Regions from separate parts of the Canis lupus genome. Here region 1 is linked to region 2. The links are chromatin contacts, called in public Hi-C maps. All regions are on one chromosome and are shown on one strand. Each heading gives the region's core, a stretch centred on a gene start, on an enhancer-like site or on the middle of the called end of the contact. The rest is flanking DNA. Distances are from core to core; before and after follow the strand shown.

Evidence for each region. A called contact is a pair of places that touch in the nucleus more often than the background predicts.
Region 1: a contact with region 2 is called in a Hi-C map of skin fibroblasts, with 1.8 times the contacts expected there. The contact joins the promoter of PGLYRP1 here to the enhancer-like site in region 2. A contact is called at or near these places in 3 of 9 Hi-C or Micro-C datasets (amygdala, blood and skin fibroblasts).

Annotation. Positions count from the first base shown.
Region 1 is chr1:110,322,412-110,326,296 of UU_Cfam_GSD_1.0, forward strand. It overlaps PGLYRP1 (peptidoglycan recognition protein 1), which reads left to right and starts at 2,209. Exons shown (of 3, transcript XM_038528523.1): 1 at 2,209-2,556. The coding sequence starts at 2,267. It overlaps CCDC61 (centrosomal protein CCDC61), which reads right to left. Exons shown (of 15, transcript XR_005354562.1): 15 at 2,935-3,885.
Region 2 is chr1:110,153,303-110,157,428 of UU_Cfam_GSD_1.0, forward strand. No RefSeq gene overlaps it. Among named protein-coding and RNA genes, the nearest start is that of PPP5C, 24 kb to the right of the region's middle. Within about 2 kb of position 2,244, at least 2 of the 20 cell types and tissues checked have an H3K27ac peak or open chromatin away from gene starts, as enhancers often do.

The sequences.
Region 1 (3,885 bases), core at 959-3,458, 170 kb after region 2:
AAATAAAATCTTGGTGTACCTGAGTGGCTCAGTTGGTTAAGCGTCTGCCTTCAGCTCAGGTCATGATCCCACGGTCCTGGGGTTTAACCCTGCATCCAGCTCCCTGCTCAGTGAGGAGTCTGCTTCTCCCTCTCCCTCTGCCTGCTGCTCCACACCCCCCCCCCTTGTGCTCTCTGTCAAATAAAAATCTTTTTAAAAAATGAATATAAATAAATCTTTAAAAAGATAATAAAATAGTAACTTAACAAAATTAAAAACTACATATAGTGTCTTACATATGTTTGTAGGAAGTGGAATATGGTTTAGGAACTCCATCTCTGGGGTCCTGGAAGCCTGTGGCTAAACTCCAGCATCACTATCTTCTCCCCATATGTGATCATCTCTCTGGGCCTCAGTTTTCTTGACTATAAAAGGGGTTAATAATAATAGCTATCTCTCAGACCTGTTGAAAGCATGTGCTGAGAGAATTCATGAAACATGTTTAGCGATGGAAGCCTGGATGGCTCAGATGGTTAAGCCTTTGGTTCAGGTCATGATCCCAGCGTCCTGGGATCAAGTCGTGCATCAGACTCCCTGCTCAACAGAGAGTCTGCTTCACCCTCTACTCCTCCCCCTGTTCATGCCCAGCTCATTCTCTCTCTCTCAAATAAATAAATATTTTTTAAAAAAGTGCTCAGTGATGCCTGGTATGCTATTCTGTATCACAGATGTGAGCATGACCTCCAGAGCACGGGCAACAGAGTACAAGAAAACATACCACACTGTTTTTAGTAAGCTGTTATTAGTGAGCTTGAGCTGGAGGGGACTGGGGCACAGGGGATTTGCATTTTTTATCAGTCCAACTTGTTACAGCTAGCATGTATTACTTTTGTAATTTTTTTAAAATTCACTAAAGTGGGAAGAAAGGAGTTAGAGAAAAGGAAGGGGTCTGCCCTCAACTCACCAGCTGCTAGGAAGGAATGGGAAAGAGGGCTTAGGCAGGGCAGAGGCCCCAGGAGAGTCTTCTACCCCAACCGGTGATCTCAAGCCACTGAGTGGCCCTGGACCGGAGAGTCCCTCAGGCGCAGAATGGAGCTGCCAGTGTCACCCAATGCAAAACCTGTTACTTGCTACCAAGGACAGATTTGAGTTTGAGTCCCAGTGGCCCTTGTGTGGCATTATGGGCCAGACATCTCGTAAGGGCCTGACCCTTATCAATCCACATAATTCCTTAATTCACATCAACCTTATGAGTCAGGTACTTTACATTATTATCCCTGTTTTGTAGGTAGGGAAAACTGAGGTACCGAAACCTCACTTGCAGGAGATCAGACACTGGAATGTGGCCAGAATTCAAATGCAGGCAGCCTGGCTCTGAATCCAGGCTGTGGACCACCAGGCTCTCCTATGTCCCCCTGTCTCACCAAGGAGACTTCCCCTCTCCCCACACCAGTGTCCTCAAGTGTGAAACGGGCTTCCCACCACTCAACATCTGCAGTTTGCTGCAGGGGTTACATGACCGTGGGCTTGGGCCTGGGAGAAGTGTTTTCAAAATGGGAGCTTTGGATTCTTAAATACAGAGACCAAACTGGCAGGAGGCGAAGTGGTGGGGGTGGAGAGGTGGGTGAAGTAGATAAAGGGGATTAAGAGGTACAAACTTCTAGTTATAAAACAAGTCACAGAGAAGTACAGCATGGGGAATGTAGTCAACAGAACTGCTATTGCATTGCTTGGTGACAGATGGGGGTCACACTTAACAAGGTGAGCACTAATGTACAAAGCTGTCAAATCACTGTTATACACCTGAAACTAAATACAATTGTATGTTAATTATCCTTCAATTTAAAAAAGAGAGAGAAGAGCCTGTTACCCTGGTGCCTCCAGGAGGAAGAGAGATGAGTGGGAGTGGGGGGGGGGGGAGGCAGTGATCCTGGTGAGTTGTCCAAAGCCCCACTAAGAGGAGAGACAAAGCCTGGCAGGGAGCCAGGCCCTTGCTCTTCCAGAAACCGCAGGGTTAGTGGCCGGGTCCCATGCACCCCTCCCCACCCTGACTCTCAGCTAGAAGAGAGGCCCCTGGGTTTGCCGCAGGCTCCCCACTTCCTCACTTCACCACACCACATCCTGTTGCGGTCTTGCTAGAGAAGGAAGTGGAATCTGGAGTTCAGTGTGACCCGCCCGTCCTGCTGGGCTGTGAAGCAAGGCCCTCCCCTCCCATGCCAGGCCCCAGGGGATAAAGGCAGCCCAGCCAGCCACGAACTCCTATCCATCCCTGCGTGCCTCGCCTGCCATGTCCACCCCCGGTGTGCTGCTCACCTGGGCTCTCCTCGCTCTTCTCGGACTCGGACTCGGAGTGCCTGGAGAAGCCCCCTTAAACTCCTGCTGCCCCATCGTGCCCCGGAGAGAGTGGAGGGCCCCGGTGTCCAGATGCACCGAGAAGCTACAACTGCCGGTGCGCAACGTGGTGGTGTCGCATACAGCTGGCAGCCACTGCAACAGCCCGGCCTTGTGCCTGATGCAGGTGCAGAACGTGCACAGCTACCACACGAAGTCACTCAACTGGTGTGATGTAGGCTACAAGTGAGTGCTGAGGGAGCCGAGGCGGGGGTGGGGGGTGTGGCAGGTGTAAGGAAAGGTGTGCAGCTCCAGGGAGCCCAGGCAGCCCTAGGGCCACCTGGCTGACAGCCCCCTGCCCCCAACCGCGGGCACACAGCACTGCGTATGTGCGGGCAGCAGACTGGTACTAGCAGGAAGGGATAAGGCTTAAATCCAAGCTCTGCTCCCCAGAGGCAGGTACAGATTTTGCCAACACAAAAGAAAGTGTCCTCTACAGTGGAGTCCCTTCATAAAGTCTGCTGCCTCTGCTGGGAGGCAGACAAGCAGGCTGGTTACATGCGGGGTGGGGAGGTGGGGGGAAGGGTACAGGTGGGGGGGGCGGTAAGCGCGGGGTGGGGAGGTGAGGGGAAGGGTACAGGTGGCGGGGAGGTGGTCCAGGGCAGGGTCCAGTCTCAGCTCTGCTTGTTGCTCTCCTCACTTTGGTTTCCTTTCCCTCCTCTGCAGAGTCAGCTTGTGGCCCTCCACTGGGTCACTAAATCAGCCAATAACACATGCAAAGCACTTAGGACACGGACTAGCATGCAATGGGAAACCCCAAGTTCATGGCCTCTTGCCTTCAGGCACTTACCGTGTGCCAGGCCCTGCCCTGCCCCAGTGCTGGGATGGGGAGGAAACACATGAGCTGTAGGAATCTGGCCCAATGGGATTTAAAGACCAACAGGGAGGAATAGATGGGAAACAAGCAAAAGCAACCAGATGAATTCAGATGGGATGGATGGAGGGCTGCGGGAAGAGAGGTAAGTTGGAGGTCCAACAGGGGTAAAGGCGCTGAGGCCAAGTGAGAGGGTCACATCTCAAGGACAGAGGCCAGGATGGCTGGAGGGAGCTGGGAGCTGGATGAACAGGACCAGCTCCACAGAGCCAGATGGCACAGGGCCTTAGCGGTCACGGGGTCAGAAGACGAGAGCCATGGGAGGGATGTGAGCCTGCTGGGTGGGAGCAGCTCCCTCTGGCTGCCAGGGACAGAACAGACTGTAAATGGATGGTGGCAGAAACAAAGGACTGCTTAGATCTGCATCTGGGGGCCCTACCCCCCATATCCCTTTCCTGGGTAACAGGCCCAGGTCCCACACAAGGGCCTCCGCAGCGAGTGAACTCTGAACCTACAGGTTCTCAGACCTTGGTAAGCACCAGTCACCGTGCTGGAAATCCAGGTTCCCAGGTTCCACCCTTACAGACAGCTTCGAATAGGGCTGGGAATCGGAGGACCTCAGTGGAACTATAGAGGCCTCGGAGGGAATCCCCAGCTCTTCTGGCTCGAGCTTTTGCGGTTCAAAGGCTCGAACTTCCCAG
Region 2 (4,126 bases), core at 994-3,493:
ACAGTCTGGCTCTGCCACTTGCTGGCTGGGTGATCTGGGGCATGGAGCGTAACCTCTGCTGCAATTTGTTCATCTGTAAAATGGCCACCAAAAAGTGTGTCTACCTCACAGCTCTGACTTAAATTTTTTTAAGATTTCATTTGACATAGAGAGAGAGCATAAGCAGGGGGAGCGGCAGGCAGAGGGAGAGGGAGAAGCAGGCTCCTGGCTACCAGGGAGCCTGATTGTGGGGCTCAATCCCAGGACCCCAGGATCATGAACTAAGCCAACAGCAAACACTTAACCATCTGAGCCAGCCAGGTGCCCCAAGAATGAAATGTTAATACAGGTAAAGTACTTAGGACAGAACCAGGCATAGAGCAATTACCTGTTTTTTTAAAAGTACGCTCCACTCCCATCATGGGGCTTGAACTCACGACTTTGAGGTCAAGAATCGAATGCTCCACAACTGAGCCAGCCAGGCGCTCCCAGTGCAGTTACTCTCTCAGAGTTGCCCGTTAAGGTCTCCACTGGCAGACAGCATGGGTGCAGATGCCCCTTGAAGGTCTTCTCTCAGGGAGGACTGGGCGAGCTGGGAGAGAGCCCCAGTTCTGGCCAGGTTGCTGTCCCAGCCGGGGTCTCTGCGAGGACAGGGGAGTGGCATCCCCTCTCAGCACCGCTGAGCCGCTGGACTTCCTTCCCCGCTCCGCAACATCCCACATCCCTGTTTTTCTAAGTGCATGCCTGTTTCGGGTTTTTAGCGAATGGTGGCCCCATGTGTTTGTTTTATATTGCAGTAAAAATACACACAAAATTTACCATTTCAGCCATTTTGAAGTGCACAATTTGAGTGCATTTAGTACATTCCCAGTGTTGTACAACTATTACAGACCACTATTTCCAAAGCATCCCTATCGCCCTGAAGAAACCCCGTCCCCCTGGGTGGCTTAGTGGTTGAGTGTCTGCCTTTGGCTCAGGTCGTGATCCCAGGGTCCAGAGATCGAGTCCCACACTGGGCTCCCCATGGAGAACCTGCTTTTCCCTCTCCCTGTGTCTCTGCCTCTCTGATGAATAAATAAAATCCTTAAAAAAAAAAAAAAAAAGTCCCCACTGTCCCTTCCCCTCCCACAAGCCTGGCCACCACTAATCTGCTTTCCGTCTCCACAGATGTGCCCTCCTGCGCATTTCGTATTACTGGAATCCTACTACTGTCTAGATCTGCCACATTTTGCTTACCCCTCCACCCACCTGCTGATGGACATTCGTTTGGGTTGGCCTTTTGGCAACTGTGAACAGCACCGCTGTGAACATTCATGTACAAGTGTTTGAACACCCGTCTTAACTCCTTCTGAAAAGTCACCTGGGAGAGGGCTGCTGGATGTCGGGAACCACTGACACCCACAGGGGTGGCACCGCCTTACATTCCCCCAGCAATGTTGGAGGGTTCCAGTTCCTACACGACTGTAATTCAGAATATAGGCTGCGAAGCTCGAGCTCCCAGAACCCTGAAAGCTGCCCCGATTCATCCTGAGGTGGACACTCACCCTCCCCTCCTGGCACCACCAGGCTTGCACTGCTTCCACCCAGGTTCATTTTCAAATTCAAATTCAAGCTGGCTCCCCTCACCCTTTGGGCCTTGTGGATGTTAACTCCAGGTTTAGGCAGGCCTGGGGCTCAAATCCTGACCCCCCTGCTGTGTGCCCTAGGGCAAATGGCTTCACCTGTTTCCTCCTCTTACAGAAACCATGGAAAAGCCGGGTCATGACAGAATGAGGACAGCAATCTGGTGCATGAATGGAGGCAGTGACTGGTTCGCAAGCACACTGCAAGCACTCGCACCATGCCGGGGGCTGTTTACAGCACTGAACACACAGCTGCGGACACGACAGAGAAAGCCCCTGCCCTCGGAGGCCAGGACTCTATTGGGGACACAAGCAATGAGCATGAGCAGCAAACACTGGACAGTGTGTTGGAAGCTGGTGTGCGCTGTGGAGGAAGAGTGCTGTGCCACGTGACATGGTGCATGCACTCTGGGCAGACTTCTCTGAGCAGGGACTGAAGGACCGGCAGGAGGTATTTAATAAGTGAGAAGGAGCAACATGGAAAAGGCTAGAACACATGCAAAGGCAGGTGTGCCTGGAAGGTTCCAGAATACCAAGGAGTCTTGAAGGAATCTGGCTTTTACAGAGATGGGAACCACAGGAGGGTCACAAGCAGAGGAACCCACAGGTGCGTGTGGTGGTCAGGGAGCAGTGGGCATCTGTCACTTTGGCTGCCAAGCACCTGACATCCCCCGACAGGTGGGTGCCCCCAGCCTGTGCAATGGGGCTGGTAATCTCTCCTCGCCTGGTGGCCACTTTGGGCCCAGGACCTGACTAAACATGCCAATGACAGGCTGGGTGGGGTTGTGGAGGGAGGCGTGAAGGGAAAGGTAGCTTCAAAGGAAGAGAGGCCCAGATCCAGCTACTTCCGAGCCTCAGCTCTGTCCAATGGGGCAGCTGCCTGGGTCCATCACAGCAGTTGGGGAGGGAAGCTTCCGAGACCCCCTTCTGGTTCTCCAGCTTCTCCTGTGTAGCCGTCCCCAACTCCGACAGGCCCTCCTCAGGTAGCAGGGTATCTCGGGGGCCCCTCATTCATGCCCAGACTCTGATGACCTCCACATTTGTTCCTGCTCAGATCCCAAGAACTTCCAATGGTTTCTGACATGACCATGCATCACAGTGTCTACACCTGACCTCAGTGTCTCCCCACTCGGCCACCCTGTGCACCTCTCATGGCCCCAGCTTGGTGACCCTGACCTAAATTCTAAAGGCTGGGGGTGGGGGGAGCCCCCATCCCAGCATCTGTAACCTTGCATCTTAATTACCTGTTTTCACGGGCATCTCTTGGCCAAATTCCCTTTAGTATTTAGTCTTATATTTAGACATTGGTTGTTTTTGCTGTTGTTCAATTAGCTGCCTTGAATCTTATGTTCATACAGATCCGTCCCTACTGGTACCTGTAAAACTTACGGACATATGGCGACCTTCCCCTCACAGGTCCCTCTCCCTGTCCTTCCTGCACCTCCACCCAAACTCCTTCATGTGGATGTTTAGTGTTAGTTCTTGTTGGGGGTATATCTCCTGACTTCCTTAATTCCTTTTTTTGTCAAGACATAAACACTACTGAGATGCTGCCCCTCCCAGCATCTCCTGAAGTGGTTTCTCTTTTCATTAAAAAACTCCTCTGGTAGCCACTCAGGGAAAGATAACACCCCACATACAAGAATAAGCAAACTCCAAACAGACCTGAGATCTAGATGGAAAACAAGGAATTGCACAAACGTGGGAAGAAAACCTGTCGGGGGCAGCCCGGGTGGCTCAGCAGTTTAGCGCCGCCTTTAGCCCAGGGCCTGATCTTGGAGACCCAGGATCGAGTTCTGGTCCTGGAGACCCGGGATCGAGTCCCACGTCAGGCTCCCTGCATGGAGCCTGCTTCTCCCTCTGCCTGTGTCTCTGCCTCTCACTCTTTCTGTGTGTCTCTCATGAATAAATAAATAAAATCTTTAAAAAACAAAAAAAGAAAAAGAAAAGAAAACCTGTCGGGATTTCTGTGAAACCTGGGTATAGAGTTCTAACCCTGACTCACAATGCAGAGACCATGAAAGAAAAACCCATACATTCGATTTCATCAAAATAGACTTTTGCATGGCACAAGCAAAGTCTAAAGAGAAAAGACTGGCATATAAACTGAAATATGGTTAAGACTTACACAGAGTATAAGTTTTATCTTCTGTGTAAATTTTTACAATTAAAAAATAAAAAAGGAAAGACCAGGAAAAAACTATTATTTGCAGCCTATTTCCCAAGCAGAGGGCTTCCAATACATTCCTTACAAGCTGTTCCAGTTAGAGGTCCACAAGAATCTCATGAAGAAACACCAGACCAACCCCCCAAATAAGCATTCTTTAAAAAGGAAGGATCACATTCATCACAAATGTCAATGTCATAAAAGACAAAGAGTGTGAGGAAACATTCCAGATTGAAGCAGACCAAAGGGGACAGGACAACTAAATTTAATTAGGGCATGCCTGGGTCAACTGACATGAATTGATATACACGGTGGCTGGAAGTAAATACAAACATCCTATGACTGTGAGGCTGACTAG